Linked DNA regions of Canis lupus: all the other regions are linked to region 3. Evidence: chromatin contacts called from public Hi-C data. All regions are on one chromosome and are shown on one strand. Each heading gives the region's core, a stretch centred on a gene start, on an enhancer-like site or on the middle of the called end of the contact. The rest is flanking DNA. Distances are from core to core; before and after follow the strand shown. Region 1 holds the start of WDFY2 (WD repeat and FYVE domain-containing protein 2). Region 2 holds the start of INTS6 (integrator complex subunit 6). Region 3 holds the start of ALG11 (GDP-Man:Man(3)GlcNAc(2)-PP-Dol alpha-1,2-mannosyltransferase).

Region 1 (4,799 bases), core at 1,526-4,025, 300 kb before region 3:
GCTTCTTCCTCTGGCTGTGTCTCTGCCTCTCTCTGTGTCTCTCATGAATAAATAAATAAAATCTTAAAAAAAAAAAAAAAGAAGAAAGTATCTAGAGGCAGACACTGCAAAGGCCAGCAGCAGGAAGAAGGTTGGTGTTTCTGGGACTTTGCAAGTCAAGTCTTAGAGAGTGTGAGGCTGGAGAAGCATTTTATCTCAGGTGCAATGGTAAGCACTGACAAATTTTAAGCAGAGCAGTAATATGATCTGGTTTATATTTTCAAGCAAAATCCTCTGGCCACTTTAATAAAAATGGATTGGATGGGTTGGGGTTGGGCTGAATGGGGTAAGCGTTCAAGAGAAGCAGCAGGGAAAGCAGTTAGGTTACTGTGGTGGCAGAGGCCAGAGCATATGGTGACGTGGACTGGGGTAGAGGTGATGTAAGTGGGAAAATAAAGATTTATTATTATTTATTTATTTATTTATTTATTTATTTATTTATTTATTTTTAACTTTTATTTATGTATGATAGGCACACAGAGAGAGAGAGAGAAAGGCAGAGACACAGGCAGAGGGAGAAGCAGGCTCCATGCACCGGGAGCCTGACGTGGGATTCAATCCCGGATATCCAGGACCGCGCCCTGGGCCAAAGGCAGGCGCCAAACCGCTGCACCACCCAGGGATCCCCTAAAGATTTTTTTTTTTAAAGATTTTATTGGGACACCTGGGTGGCTCAGTGGTTGAGCATCTGCCTTTGGCTCAGGGCGTGATCCTGGAGACCTGGGATTGAGTCCCACATTGGGCTCCCTGTGAGGAGCCTGCTTCTCCCTCTGCCTGTGTCTCTGCCTCTCTCTCTCTCTCTCTCATGAATAAATAAATAAAATGTTAAAAAAATAAAATAAGATTTTATTTATTTATTCATGAGAGACACACGCAGAGAGAACCCGATGTGGGACTCGATTCCAGGACCCTGGGGTCACGGCCTGAGACAAAGCTTGATGCTCAACCACTGAGCCACCCAGGCGTCTGAGTGGGAAAATTAAAATCTACTTTGGAGGTAGCGCATGCAGATAGGGCTCGTTCATGGTTTGGACAAGAGCTGGGAGGAGAAGATAAGAATCAAGGATGACGCTTAGGAACTGAGTTCTAAACCACCGTGTGACTGATGCAGTGGATTTACAGATCTCTTCCGGGATGTTCGGAACACCTACTGAACAGGTAAGTGACGGAGTGGAGCAGCAGTACATAAAGGGGTTTGGAGGTCAGCAGTGGATAGGAGGAGAGTCAGGAGCCTAAGAATAGTACCTGATTCCACACAGTGGTAGCTGAATAATGACTCCCCCCCCCAATATGTCCATGTCCCAATCGCTCGAATCCTACAGCATCTATTGTGCATGAAGACACTTAAAATCTCTTTTGTAGGTCTCACGTGACACCCATGGTGGGTATTACTATTTTCCACTTAAGGGATGCGGAACCTGAGGCTCGGAGAAGTGGAACGCCTCGTTCCAGGTCCCCAAACTGGGAAACACCGGTCTCCCTTTCAAGCGCCTCGCAGAACTTCCGCAGAGATGGGCCGCGGTAGCGAGACAGGTGCTTTGCAGCATGCTGCCTCTGGACACGCGCTTCCAGGAGGCCCGGCCCTGGCGGGGCTGTTGGGACCCCCCGAGCCTGGTCCCACAGGTCGGGGAGGGTCATCGTGCAAGGAGCCCTGGCGCCAGGCACCCAGCACTCCGCAGTGACCTCGGTAACGCTCCCCCTTGTCCCTGCAGCAAGCTGCAAAGGCTGGACCCGGGATGGGAGCCGCGGCAGGTCGGGGGCGCGGGCCCCGGGGAGCCACAGTGACCCCGCACCGCTAAGGTCATTGAAGGAAACCGCACGGATCACAGCGCAGACGGCGTCTCAACGCCCTCGAAGACGCCTGCGCGAGGGATTCTCTCCGGTCTCCATCTCCGGGCTGCACAGTCGCAGGCAGCGGCCTGAGCCCAGCGGGTAGGGACCGCCTGCCGGCTCGGCCCGGCTGCCAGGTGGGCGATAGGTCGTTCCAGGCGAAGGGCGAGGAGGCCCCGGAGAACTACAACTCCCAGGAGCCCTCGGGCTGGCCCCGGTGCACGCTGGGAGCAGCCCGTGCCCGCAGCCGCGGCCCGCTGCTCTTAGAGGCCGCTCGCGACAGCTAAGCAGCGCGCATGCCCGGTCACGTCCCACCGCGTTCCGCCTTCCTGCCTGCGGGCGGCTGCTTTCCGGCCTCGCCCTGGCGCGCTCTCCCCGCCCCGCGTCCGCCCCCTTGGCGGGGACTCCGGAGGGGGCGGGGCACGTGGCAAGCGCGTTCCCGGGGGTGTTTGCCGCGCGCTCCCGGGACAGCAAAAGGGCGGGGACTGAGCCCCTGACGTGGAAGGTGACGAGTCGCGGAGCCCGCAGGTAACGGACAGCGCATGCGTCCCGGGGGCGGGCCTGACGGCGACGGGGCCGCGGGGGGCGGGGCTAGCGGGCCGGCGCACGCGCGTGGGGCCCCCCCGCCCCGCCCCGCCTCCTGCCCGGGGTTTCCGCTCCTCCCCCACCGCTCTTCCGGAAGAGCAGCCGCCCTCGCGCCCACCGGCGGCCGCCCCCGCGGCAGGCCCCGCCCTCCCGGCCCCGCCCCTCCCGCAGGCCCCGCCCCCGGCCCCGCCCCCCGCCGGCGGTGGCGCCGGCTCGCAGCCGGGTCGCGGCGGTCTCGGTGCCCCGAGCCGGGGGCGCGGAGTCGGTCCCGGGGCGCGGCCCCCGTCAGCCCGAGTCGCCGTCTCCGCCCGTGCCCGCCCCGTCGCCCCGGCCCGGCCCCGCGGCGCGCCGCGTCCCCCGATGGCGGCGGAGGTGCAGCCGCAGCCGCTGACCCGCAAGCCCATCCTGCTGCAGCGGGTCGAGGGGTCCCAGGAGGTGGTGAACATGGCGGTGCTCGTGCCCAAGGAGGAGGGCGTCATCAGCGTGTCGGAGGACAGGTGCGCCGCCGCCCTGCACGCGGGGAGGCTCGACGGCCCGGCGGCCCCGGGGTCTGCGTGCGGGCCGGGCCTGCGGCGGGGCGGGGCGGGGCGGCGCGGGGCGGGGGAGCGGGGCCCGGAGCCCGGAGCGCGGAGCCCGGAGCGCGGAGCCCGGAGCGCGGAGCCCGGAGCGGGTGGCCGGGCGCGGGGCCCTGGACCCGGGGCGGCCCTGCGGGGGGCGGGGGGCGGGGGGCCCCTGCAGGTGCGCGCCGGAGGCTGCTCGCGCCCGGAGCGCCGCGGTGCCCCGGTTGCCGCCCGCGCAGGCCCGCGCCGCCCCCCGCGCGGACCCCACCGCCCCCCGCCCCCCGCCCCCCGCTCCCCTGCGCACCTCACAGCGAATTCGGCGAATACTGCAAGCTGTGCGGAGTCTGACTCCCGGAAGGAGAGGCGCCTTGTCTTCTTTGCTCTCCTCCTCCGGTGTCTTGGAGGGGAAGCACCAGAACTTGCGAGGGACCACTGCTGCAGACAGCTCGGAGTTCCTTCCCTTTGCTCGCTTCCTTTCTTTTTTTTTTTTTGCTTAATTTTACTTAATTTGCAGAAGTGAAGCGGGTTGTTCTGCCTTTCCTACGTTCCCTTTGTTTTTCAGCCAGTAGTAGCATTTGCGCTTTAACGGAATTCATTTAATATGCAGAAATTAAGCTGATGACAGCAGATTTCCATGGGACTGATGCTTGAATATAGTGCTCACGGCGTTTATCTGGAACTGTTGTTTCAGTGGTACCCACTAACGTTCTGAAAAATGCAGCAGCGTCGAGGTATAGGACTTGGGGCTTTTACTTAAAACAGGAGGTAGGTTTTCTTAATGTCAGTTTTTTTTTTTTTTAAAGACTTTTTTTTTATTTATGATAGTCACAGAGAGAGAGAGGCAGAGACACAGGCAGAGGGAGAAGCAGGCTCCATGCACCGGGAGCCTGATGTAGGATTCGATCCCGGGTCTCCAGGATCGCGCCCTGGGCCAAAGGCAGGCGCCAAACCGCTGCGCCACCCAGGGATCCCTTAATGTCAGTTCTTTATGCTGAGCTAGAGAGATTTTTTCTCTGTGACTGGTACACTTGCAGGCAGGGGGAAAGCAGTAACGTGTTCGTTTCTGTCCTTATAGTCATTTCCCCAGTGTATGCACTTTGCATACATACCTACATCGAAAAAATTTGCCTGCTAGGTGTATTCATATGATAGGTTCTTCAGTGCCACTGGGATGAGTATATCAGGCACATGTGCTTGTCTGCATCCTACTCCCTACAAATGGCCAGAAGGTGCTGGATTCATTTCCTAAATCCAGTAGGGAAAATTGTAAAATTGTAAACATAGGCCAATGCTCCCTCCCCACCAACAACGAACAGAAAAAATATGTTGCAGAAATGGAGAAATGGAGAACATGGATTAAAAACCTTTTGAAATTCTCAAAGAAGTTTATGAGTGTTTAATTTTTTGATAGAGGCAAAATTCCATTTAGGGGATTGCTTCTGAACCTAGAAATGTTTTGTTACAGAATTGTTTCTAAAGGGATATATTGGTGTCAGTTTCCCCGTATATAACTGTAGGAAACCGCTTAACCTACCTGCTGTAGGAAATTCATAAATAAGTTTGTTGACTCAAGTAAAAGAAGGAGAAAGGTAGTTAAACTTAAGGTCCTTTAACATTAGTTTTGAAATTTTTTGCTTTTGTTGATAGTTTGAGAGTAGAGGTAAGTTTTTAGGATTTCTCTCTTTTTTTTTTTTTTTTTTGTTTTCTTTTTAGAGTTCAGAGGGATCTTAGCGGGTATTTGCTCTAATGGCTTCATTTTATGGATTCGAAAATTTAGGCCAGAGA
Region 2 (4,878 bases), core at 1,211-3,710, 380 kb before region 3:
AATATGCTAAGAAAATAAACACTTACTGAATTAAACAACGGAGGTACAATTCAGTAGAAATAGAACAAAGTGAACCTGAATTGCACATATACTTTAAAGGCTATAGGATTATATGCAAACATTTCCAAAAATGTTTAGGCGCCGAGTAGTAGGTAACTAAGCACTGACATTTGTAAAAGAAGGTAGTAAGCACTAACATTTGTAAAAGAAGTAACAATTCTGCTTCTTTCTATATAATGCAACAAAAAGTCCTAGTCACAGGAAGATTTGTCAAACTCCTGAAGATTGTGGTTCATGGAGCTTGGGAAAAGAACAAAATGTATTCCTAAATGTATCATTGTGGTAAATAGTGCTTCTGCACAACCTAAGTATCGAACTTGAGGTCAATATTCTCTTGTTATGTGTGACATTACTCATTCATCAGTATCTTTTCTCCTCCCCGCCAGCAATCTCAAAAGTTATAATGGACCACCACCTTGCATTATTTCCTAGTGAACCATAATGGGGGTGGGGGTGGGGGTGGAGGGGCAGAGAGGATAAAGAGAATTCAAGCCGTCTCTTTTCCAAAAGTCTGGAGTTCAAAAATAATAACCACCTCTGGACCTGCGATCTAATTCAGAAATGAATTTATAATTTTTTCTGCATAGTCGCTTACTGCAGTTGCTTCAACAGCTGAGACACCTTAACGTACTCAGCTATCTGCCGTCCAATGAAAATCTTCTTACCTTTCAGAATAGCTATAAAACACGGTGGTTAAAATAAACCCTGGTAAGACAAACAGGAAAGTTTCCACTGACGTTTTCAGTAATACAGAAATGAAGACCACTAATCAACTAGTGTCTGTCAGTCAGTGCCGTCGCTGCACAGGCGTCTGTGGGTAGAGCATCCCAGAAACTGAGCGTGGTCAGGGTGTTTTCTTTTAAAACCTGAGTGAGCCTTACTTACGGGATCAAAAGCAAATTCGTGTCAACTGTATGGCACAAAACTCAGGCTCTAATTGGGAATACAAATACATTTTCGGGGGGGGACGGTCAGAAAGAAAAAAAAAAAGCAACGAGGGCTTTAAGACCATAGACAGCATGGTCGGTTTCACTTTTGCACTTGTGCACATTGTCCTTTAACCCGAAACGTTTCCTACTTGTATTTCGCGTTATATACGTTTCAGACTTGACTGGGTTTCTTTTTTTTTTCCCCACAAGAAGAAGGGAAAGGAAAAAAAAAATGAGCTGCTTTTTCCACCTTGACGTTGGTTCAACCTACCTGCCCATAGTTGTCTATGCCAGTTACTAATCTATTTAAATTTAATAAATCAAAAGCTGTCCTTAGGGATTGGCCAAGAGTCGTAAGTCCTTCGGCCTGAAGGTTCTTCAGTTCATTCATAAACGTTGCGTGGTTTTCCTTCCATCCGGCCTGAAAGGAAAAATGTGGGAATCGTGGTTTTTTTGTTTTTAGTGTATTTTTCTTCTTCTCCTCCTTCTCCTCCTCCTCCTCCTCCTCCCGCGGTCTCGCATCCTCGGGCGCCTCGGGGCCGCCGTCCGCCCGCTGAGGGGCGGCTTCCGCGGGCCGCAGGGCCGGGCGCCGCGCACCTCAGAGCGCCCCTCCCCCCGCCGGCGCCGCTGAGGGGGGCGGCCGTCCGCGAGCTCCCGGCGGCCGTCCCGCGGCCCCCCCGCCCGGGTCCCCTTCACCGCGGAGCCCGCTCGGCGCGGCCGGCCCGGCTGTCACTCGGCGAACTTGAATAAATATCCCCCACAGTGCCTTGCTGCCGCTCGCGCCGCGGAGGGGAAATGTCGGCCATGTTGAGCGCCGCGCCGCCGCCGCCGCCGGGGCCGCCGGGCCGGGCCGGGGAGGGGAGGGGAGGGCTCGGCGGGCGCCCCGCGAGTCGGGGCCGCGCCGGGGCGGGGGCGGGGGCGGCGGGCCGGCGGCGGCGGCGGGGGGGCGGCGGGGGGGGGGGGCGGGGGGGGGGGAGGGGAGCGCGGTGGGGGCGGGGAGGCGCGGGCGGCGCTCCTACCTTGATGGCATAGGGCGGCTCTTCGAAAGTGACCAGCATGTACCTGTCTCCGCGGCTCGCAGGGTCCCGGGCGCGGAGCTGCGGAGAGGGAGGGGCGGCGGCCGCGGGGGCCGGGGGCGCGGTGACGAGGCGCCCGCCGAGCCCCGCCAGCCCCGCGCGGTGGGGGAGGGGCCGCCCGGCGCCCGCAGCCCGCGGCCCGCAGCCCGGGGCCCGCACCGCACCGCGCCGCGCCGCGCCCCCGCCCGCCCCCGCCCCCGCCCCCGCCCGCCGGGCGCGCCGGCCGCTCGGTACCTTCATGAAGGTCTCCACCGCGCCTTTGGCCGTGTCCAGGTAGGTGGTGCCCAGATGGCTGCGCTGGTTCATGGAGGCAGACGTGTCTATCAGGAACAGCAAGATGGGCATAGTGCCGGCCGGGCGCACCGGGGCCCGAGGCGGCGGCGGGCGCGGAGACGACGGCGGCGGCGGCGGCGGCGGCGGCGGCGCGGGGCGGGGAGCGCGGCCCCCGGGGCGAGCGCGCCGCCCGGCCCTGGCCTCCGGCGGCGGGGAGTCCCCGCGCCCGCACTTGCGAGGAAACTCCCCGGCCCCGGCGGCCCCGGCGCTCCCGGCGCCCCCGCCGCCCCCCGCCCCCGCCTCCGCCTCCGCCTCCGCCGCCGGGGCGCTCGGCCGGCCCGGCCCCCCCCGCCTCGGGGGCCCCGTCCCCGCTCCCGGCCCCCGTGTGTGCCCCGGCGGGAGACGGGCCCGGCTCCCCTCCCACCCCCGGAGCGGGCGCGGGCGCGGGCGCGGGCGCGGGCGCGGGGGCAGGGGCTGACGGGGACCGGCCCCGGGGCTGTTGGGAGAAGTTTCGGGGACTCGCTCCGCACCCCGGCGGTGTCACCACTTTCTCAGCCCCTCTCGCTACTGAAGCGCTTTTCTCTCGCACGCTCCGGTTTTAACTCGGGCAGGGGCCGCGGGGGCCCCGCCCCTGACACGTCCCCGGCCCACGTGACGCGCCGCCCCGCCGCCCCATTGGCCCGTGCGCAGCCTCGCATTAGCATATTCAAACAGCTGGGGGGCGGGGCGGGCCCGCGGGCCGGCGGCGGCGGCAGTTACGGAGCACGCGCGGAGGCGGGGGCGGGGCGGCGGGGCGGGGCGGGGCGGGGCGGCGGGCGCGCGTGCGTGCGGGCGCCGGGGACGAGCGGGCGGGCGGGCGCGGAGGCGGGCTCCGCGGAGGGGCGGGGCGGGGCGGGGCTGCCGGCCTCCCGGGCCGCTGGAGGTGACCGGGGCCGGGGGGAGGGAGGTGCGGGCCGGCGCGGCCCCCGGTGCCCCGGCGCTCGGCGGCGCCCCCTCCGCGGCGGGCGGGCCAGGCGGGGCCGAGCCCCGAGTCCGACGGCCGCTCGGCGGCGGGCAGCCCCGCGGTCCCGGGTCGGCGCGGGGCGGGGCGGGGGAGGGGCGGCGGACGCTGTTGATGACCCGGGGCCGGGCGCCGCCAGCGCCGCCGCCCCCGCGGGCCGCGGGGAGGGAACCGGGGAGGGGGGTGGAAGGAGCCGGGGGGAGGGCCGGGGGAGGCGGGGGGGAGTGTCGACGGGGGGCCGAGGAGGGTGGGGGGAGCCGGGAGAGGGACGGGGGCCAAGGGGGAAGGGAACCGGGAGGGCCGAGGGAGGTCGGGGGTGGGGGGAGCCGAGGGGGTCGATGGGGGGAGCCAAGGGGGGTCGGGGGCAGGAAACCGGGGGCGGGGGTCGGGAGGGCCGAGGGAGGTCGGGAGGTGGGGGGAGCCGGGGGTCGATGGGGGGACCAAGGGGGTGTCGGGGGGAGGGAACGGGGTGGTGGAGGGAGTCGGGGGGGGAGCCGGCGGGGGTCAGCAGGGCGGGGGGCCGGGGGTGGGAGGAGCCGGGGGGGGGCGCCGGGGCGAGGGCGGGACCCGCGAGAGGCGCTGCGCGGCGCGTCCGGGCCCCGGGGACAGCGCTTCCCCCGCGCGGCCCGACGTCCCCACCGGCGCGGGCCGCGGCGCCCGAGAACCCCGAGGTTGGCTGCTCTTCGGCTGAGAGGCCGAGCTCCGCCCGCGCAGGTGCTGCCCCGAGGCCGCCCCGGATTCCGGGCGGGGGCGGGGGTGCAGCCGGGTCCCGGGCCGCGGGGTGAACCCAACCCCCCCCCCCCCCCCCCCCCGTGTGCTCCAGACCGACCTCCCACAGGAACAGGTCCAGGCCCTCTCCTGCCGCCCTGCCATCCCGATTTTATTTTATTATTTTTCTATCCTGAAAAAATTTGCATCTCGATTTTGTTTTCTGTTTTTTCATCCTGAAAAAAATTTGCATCTCGATTTTATTTTTTTCATCCTGAAAAAATTTGCATCTCGATTTTATTTTCTGTTTTTTCATCCTGAAAAAAATTTGCATCTCGATTTTATTTTATTTTTTTCATCCTGAAAAAATTTGCATCTCGATTTTATTTTTTTCTTTGAATCCTGAAAAAATTTGCATCTCGATTTTATTTTTTTTTAATCCTGGAAAAATTTGCATCTCGATTTTTATTTTTTTAAATCCTGAAAAAAATTGCATATCGATTTTTTTTAGTCCTAAAAAAATTTGCATCTCGATTTTATTTTTTTATCCTGAAATTCTTATTCGCCTCATGATCATGTCATGAAATGGGCTTATTAGTCTTCACCCGAAACAGACCTTGGTGGCACTTTAAAAAAAAAAAAAAAAAAAAAACTTGGGGATCCCTGGGTGGCTCAGCGGTTTAGCGCCTGCCTTTGGTCCAGGGCCTGATCCTAGAGACCCGGGATCGAGTCCCACGTCGGGCTCCCTGCATGGAGCCTGCTTCTCCCTCTGCCTGGGTCTCTGCCTCTCTCTGTGCCTCTCATTCATGAGTAAATAAATGAAATCTTAAAA
Region 3 (4,446 bases), core at 1,819-4,318:
GCTGACCGTTCCTATGAGTCCTGTGCTGTGTCCACACCTCTGGACTGTCAGCTCCAAGAGCTTGGGGGCTGGCCTATATTCATCTCTGTGCCCCTCTTGCACCTCTGTTCTGCTTTGGCTCAGCACCAGAGAAACAGAAGCTGCTCCATGCTGGCAGAGCGAAGGCTGAAGGACCCAGCGCATGGGCCACCACCTCCCTTCGATAGCATCTTCCGTCCCAGTCATTCCTAATGCCCATACCCTGATATGCTCACAACACTTATTAGTGCCAGAAATCACAGTATTTGTCCCCCCCCCCCCTTTTTTTAAGATTTTTTTGAGAGAGAAAGAGAGAGAGAGCAGGAGCAGGCAGGGCAGAGGGAGAGTAGAGAGGATCTCAAATAGACTCTTGGCTGAGCATAGAGCCAATGTGGGGCTGGATCTCAGGACCCTGAGATCATTTCCTGAGCTGAAACCAAGAGTTGGATGCTTCACCAACTGGCCACGCAGCCACCCCTTTGTTCACCCTTCTACATTTCTGTACCTCCTCTAAGGCAAAAATTCCTTAAGGGCAGGGTCTTAGTCTCATCTGGATCCACTGGGCCTAGAATGCCTGGCACCTAGTAAATACTATAAAAATTTGTTAAATAAATGGTAATAAGAGGAAAATAAGACCTATAATGAAGGGTTTTGTGAGGACTAAATAACAGAGTGGGGGTATATAAAGTATGTAACACAGAGCCTAGCAGTAGTAAGCTCAATAACGCTGGCTATTGCTATTACTATCCAGAAGAAGGTGAGCTCAACATTGGGAAAAGCAGTTACCGAAGTTTTAAGGACGAAGTATCTTGAGTTTAATCTGGAAGGTTAAGGATTTTTCAGATGAGTACTGAGGTGGAAGCATTGCGTGGTTTGAAGCTTCTTCCCTTGTCTGAGCCACCCCTCCCCCGTAAGTTCTTCACACTTCCATTAACTGCAGTCATCACACTAAGAATCACCTATCAGCCAGCCTCTCTCTACCCATCCATTAATCCACTTACCTTTCATTGCCATACTACCAGAGCCCAAAACAGATTTCACTACAAAAGGGCACACAATAATATCATTAACTTCTGAAATCTATAGACCACCCATTCAGTCTATGATCTATCCTAAAGAAATAGTCAACTGTCAGGATGCCTGGGGGGCTCAGGGGTTGAGCACCTGCCTTTGGCTCAAGGCGTGATCCTAGAGTCCTGGGATCAGTCCTGCATGGGATTTTCTGCAGGGGGCCTGCTTCCCCTCTGCCTGTGTCTCTGCCTCTCTCTGTGTCTCTCATGAATAAATAAATAAAATCTTAAAAAAAAAAAGAAAAAAGAAATAGTCAACTGTCACACTACAAATCACACACAAGGATGTTCACTACAACATGGCTTGTGAGAGGGGAGAAATTAGAAGCACCCAGAAGGATCACCCACAGGGAAAAGATAAACACACTGTGGTATGCATACGGTATGCATCCATACTGTACAGAGGTTAAACTGAACAAGACGGATGCTTACATACTGAGCTGAAACAATCTCTAAAACACAGTTGTATTGAAGAAAATAAAGTTGCAGGATATACACTATGTGATTTCATTTATGTGAAACAAAACATTTTAAAACTACACACATACAAAACCTAAAGATTTCTCTGGATGCACACACACACACACACACACACACACACCTTTTTTTGGTAACCACGGTATTTTCAGCTCTTCAACACCATGCCTGAAACACAGTAACTTTTCAATAAATGTTTGCTGAACAAATGGAGACATATATAAATAAATAGAAAAGGATTACAAAGTGCATCTGCTTTTCATGCTTGATACTTCTGTACTGTTTGCATTTTTAAGTGACTGCATTAACGTATTACTTGTGTAATTAAAATGAATCCAAAGTAGTTCTTAAAAAAAAGAAAAGTCGCAGGGGGCGCCTGGTTAAGTGCTCTTGATCTCGGTTCAGGGTCCTGAGTCCCCGTCGGACTCCACCGTGGGTGTGGAGCCTGTTTAAAAAAAAAAAAAAAAAAAAAAGTTGCAGGACCTGAATAGACCGTACAGAGATCCGCACACTCTGAGTAACTTCTCTGGGCAATTAATTTAATCAGCCCGGGCAATTCGCGCTCTTACGCGGCAGCAAGTCGACGCTCACTTTACGTCGCCAGCTTCAGATTCCTCAGCACCAAGATGAATGGGAAAGTGTCCTGCAGACCCGCCGGGGCCCCCGCCTGTCCTGGGGCTGCTCGGGGTAGGATCCCGACTGCCCCCGGGCTGGGGCTCCGCGCCCCGCCCCCCGCGGACGCCGGCCGCCAGCCGCCAGGTGGGCGAGCAGGGGCCGCCAGGTGGGTGTGCGCGCCCGGCGCCCGGGAACGACACTTACTGTCCGACCGGCCTCTTCGGCTTACGGCTGCAGCATCGTCCTCCGGGGGCACCGAATCCTGCGGTCACCTGGTGGGGGGGGGGGGGGGGGAACAAGGGCGCGGTGAGCGCTGCATCTCTGCGGCCGGGCGCCCGCACGGGGACAGGCCCGGGACCCGCTGCCCTCGCCCGCGGGTGGGTCAGACGCGCGCCACGGGCCCCGGAGCCGCGCTCGCACCCTGGCAGGGCCGGTCCTCCCCGGGGCTCCGCTACCTCGGGCCGGCGCGCTGCGGACTCGGTCTGCGGCCTGCAGCGAGCGCCGGGAGGGCCGCGGGGCGGGCGCGGAGATGCGGACCCAGGGCGCGCCGGCCGCGGGCGGGGAAGGTGCGGCGCGGCGGGCGCCGGCTCCGGCTCCGGCTCCCGGTCCGGGTCCGCGCCTGGCTCCCGAGCGCCGGATCCCAGGCGTTACAGCCGCGCCGGGGGTGACCTCTGCACCTGGAAAATCGACCCGAGGCGCGCAAGGACCTCCCATTGGTCTCAACCGCCCGCGGGCCCGGGGCGGGGGGCTTCCCGTGGGGGAGGGAGCCGAGGGCGGGGCGCCGGTGTCCATCGCAGGCCACGCCCCCCAGCCCAACTCCCGCTCCGGCCCCGCCCACTGGAGGCGGGACCCTTGTGCGCCACGCCGAACGCTCGTCTCCTCCCCGGGAGATCCTATTGGCTGGAAGGCCGTGGGAAGCTACTGCCAGCAGCCAATTGGAACGCAAGATGGGCCCCGCGGAGGCGGAGAGAACACCCCCCGCCCCCCGCTTCCTCAGGAGCCAATAGAGAAGAGTAACAGCGAAGCGCTTCCGGAGGTCGGGGGTCGAGGGAAGATGGCGGCCGCCAAAGGGGGCTGGTGCCTGTGCGAGTTACTGAGGTGAGGAGCGCGGTGGGGCGGGTTTGCAGGCGTTTTCTTTCGCGGGGACACTTGTCCGCCTCGTGCAACTGGAACTTGCGGGGAGGGGGTCTTCCTGCCCCGGTCCTCGTCTGTTTCCGCAAAGACAGCGCTTTCCTCTCACCTCGGAGTTTCCAGTCAGACTGGAGCTGACCGGATTAAAGAGTCCGCCTACCGCCTCGTGTCGGCCTGCCCCGTGCGGTGAGGGCCGGCGTTTCCCTCCTGGTGCTCTCCTCGCTCTGTCACGGATCGTTCCTACTCACTTCTCCTCTTCCTTTGTGACTGAGCCACGAAGCCCTCCGAACTACCGCGTCTGTCCCTTGGTGGAGGATGGGCTCTCCCTCTCCCGTCGTGGCCGCCCCTCCTCACCGACACGGTCATGGTCAGACGTCATCGACTCCGTCAGCTTTGCAGACAAAACCACTGTCCTACCAGCAGCAATGGTTTGGTTTTGGCCTTGGTTTTCCGGGAAGAGCAGAGAGGCACGGGCTCTGGCGAAACCGAAGGAGAGGGCCCCCGGCTCCCGGACCGGAAGCTGGGGGGCGGGGCGGGCGGGGTGAGTGACACCCGAGGGGACGCGGGGGGCCGGGGGGGTCTCCTGGCGGCTCCTGGGACGCTCTGGGAGATGCGCGCGCACCCCCGGCCCGCAGTGCTGATCCCGCGGGACCGGAAGCTGGGGGGCGGGGCGGGCGGGGTGAGTGACACCCGAGGGGACGCGGGGGGCCGGGGGGGTCTCCTGGCGGCTCCTGGGACGCTCTGGGAGATGCGCGCTGGCGGCGGGGTCTGCGCAGGCAGCTCCTCCCCAGGACTCGGGGCGTGATGCTCGGCCTTCGTGGGACTGAGGGATGGGGCTCCGCGCTGGCCTCCTGAGCCCTCTCAGGGACGGTTTTAGTTCACAGATAGAAAGTTCATGTTGAATCCTCAGCCCCATGATTATCCGCTGATCTTTATTTCTGGTTGATGGAAGAATAGTCACATAAAATTTTATCACATAGTCACTACATTGTTTCTTGTAAAAAAAGTTAGGAAATAGATGAGCAAAAAAGAAAAATCACCAGGCATGCTACCATCCAGAGATAACGACTGTTAACATGTTGGTGGAAAAAACAAACAAACAAAAAAAAAAACAGACTTTTTTCCTACATTTGTT

The links. Hi-C and Micro-C count contacts between places; a contact is called where the count stands out from the background.
Region 1: a contact with region 3 is called in a Hi-C map of blood, with 2.4 times the contacts expected there. The contact joins the promoter of WDFY2 here to the promoter of ALG11 in region 3. A contact is called at or near these places in 2 of 9 Hi-C or Micro-C datasets (amygdala and blood).
Region 2: a Hi-C map of blood shows a contact between it and region 3, with 4 times the contacts expected there. The contact joins the promoter of INTS6 here to the promoter of ALG11 in region 3. A contact is called at or near these places in 3 of 9 Hi-C or Micro-C datasets (amygdala and blood).

The regions. Positions count from the first base shown.
Region 1 is chr22:435,883-440,681 of UU_Cfam_GSD_1.0, reverse strand. WDFY2 (WD repeat and FYVE domain-containing protein 2) reads left to right here and starts at 2,775. Exons shown (of 12, transcript XM_038569406.1): 1 at 2,775-2,951. The coding sequence starts at 2,815. It overlaps LOC119865164 (a long non-coding RNA gene), which reads right to left and starts at 3,574. Exons shown (of 3, transcript XR_005376111.1): 1 at 3,319-3,574.
Region 2 is chr22:516,243-521,120 of UU_Cfam_GSD_1.0, reverse strand. INTS6 (integrator complex subunit 6) reads right to left here and starts at 2,460. Exons shown (of 18, transcript XM_038569412.1): 1 at 2,300-2,460; 2 at 2,009-2,086; 3 at 1,261-1,410. The coding sequence starts at 2,410. It overlaps LOC102156143 (a long non-coding RNA gene), which reads left to right and starts at 2,262. Exons shown (of 5, transcript XR_005376118.1): 1 at 2,262-2,338.
Region 3 is chr22:132,311-136,756 of UU_Cfam_GSD_1.0, reverse strand. It overlaps ALG11 (GDP-Man:Man(3)GlcNAc(2)-PP-Dol alpha-1,2-mannosyltransferase), which reads left to right and starts at 3,068. Exons shown (of 4, transcript XM_038569403.1): 1 at 3,068-3,278. The coding sequence starts at 3,235.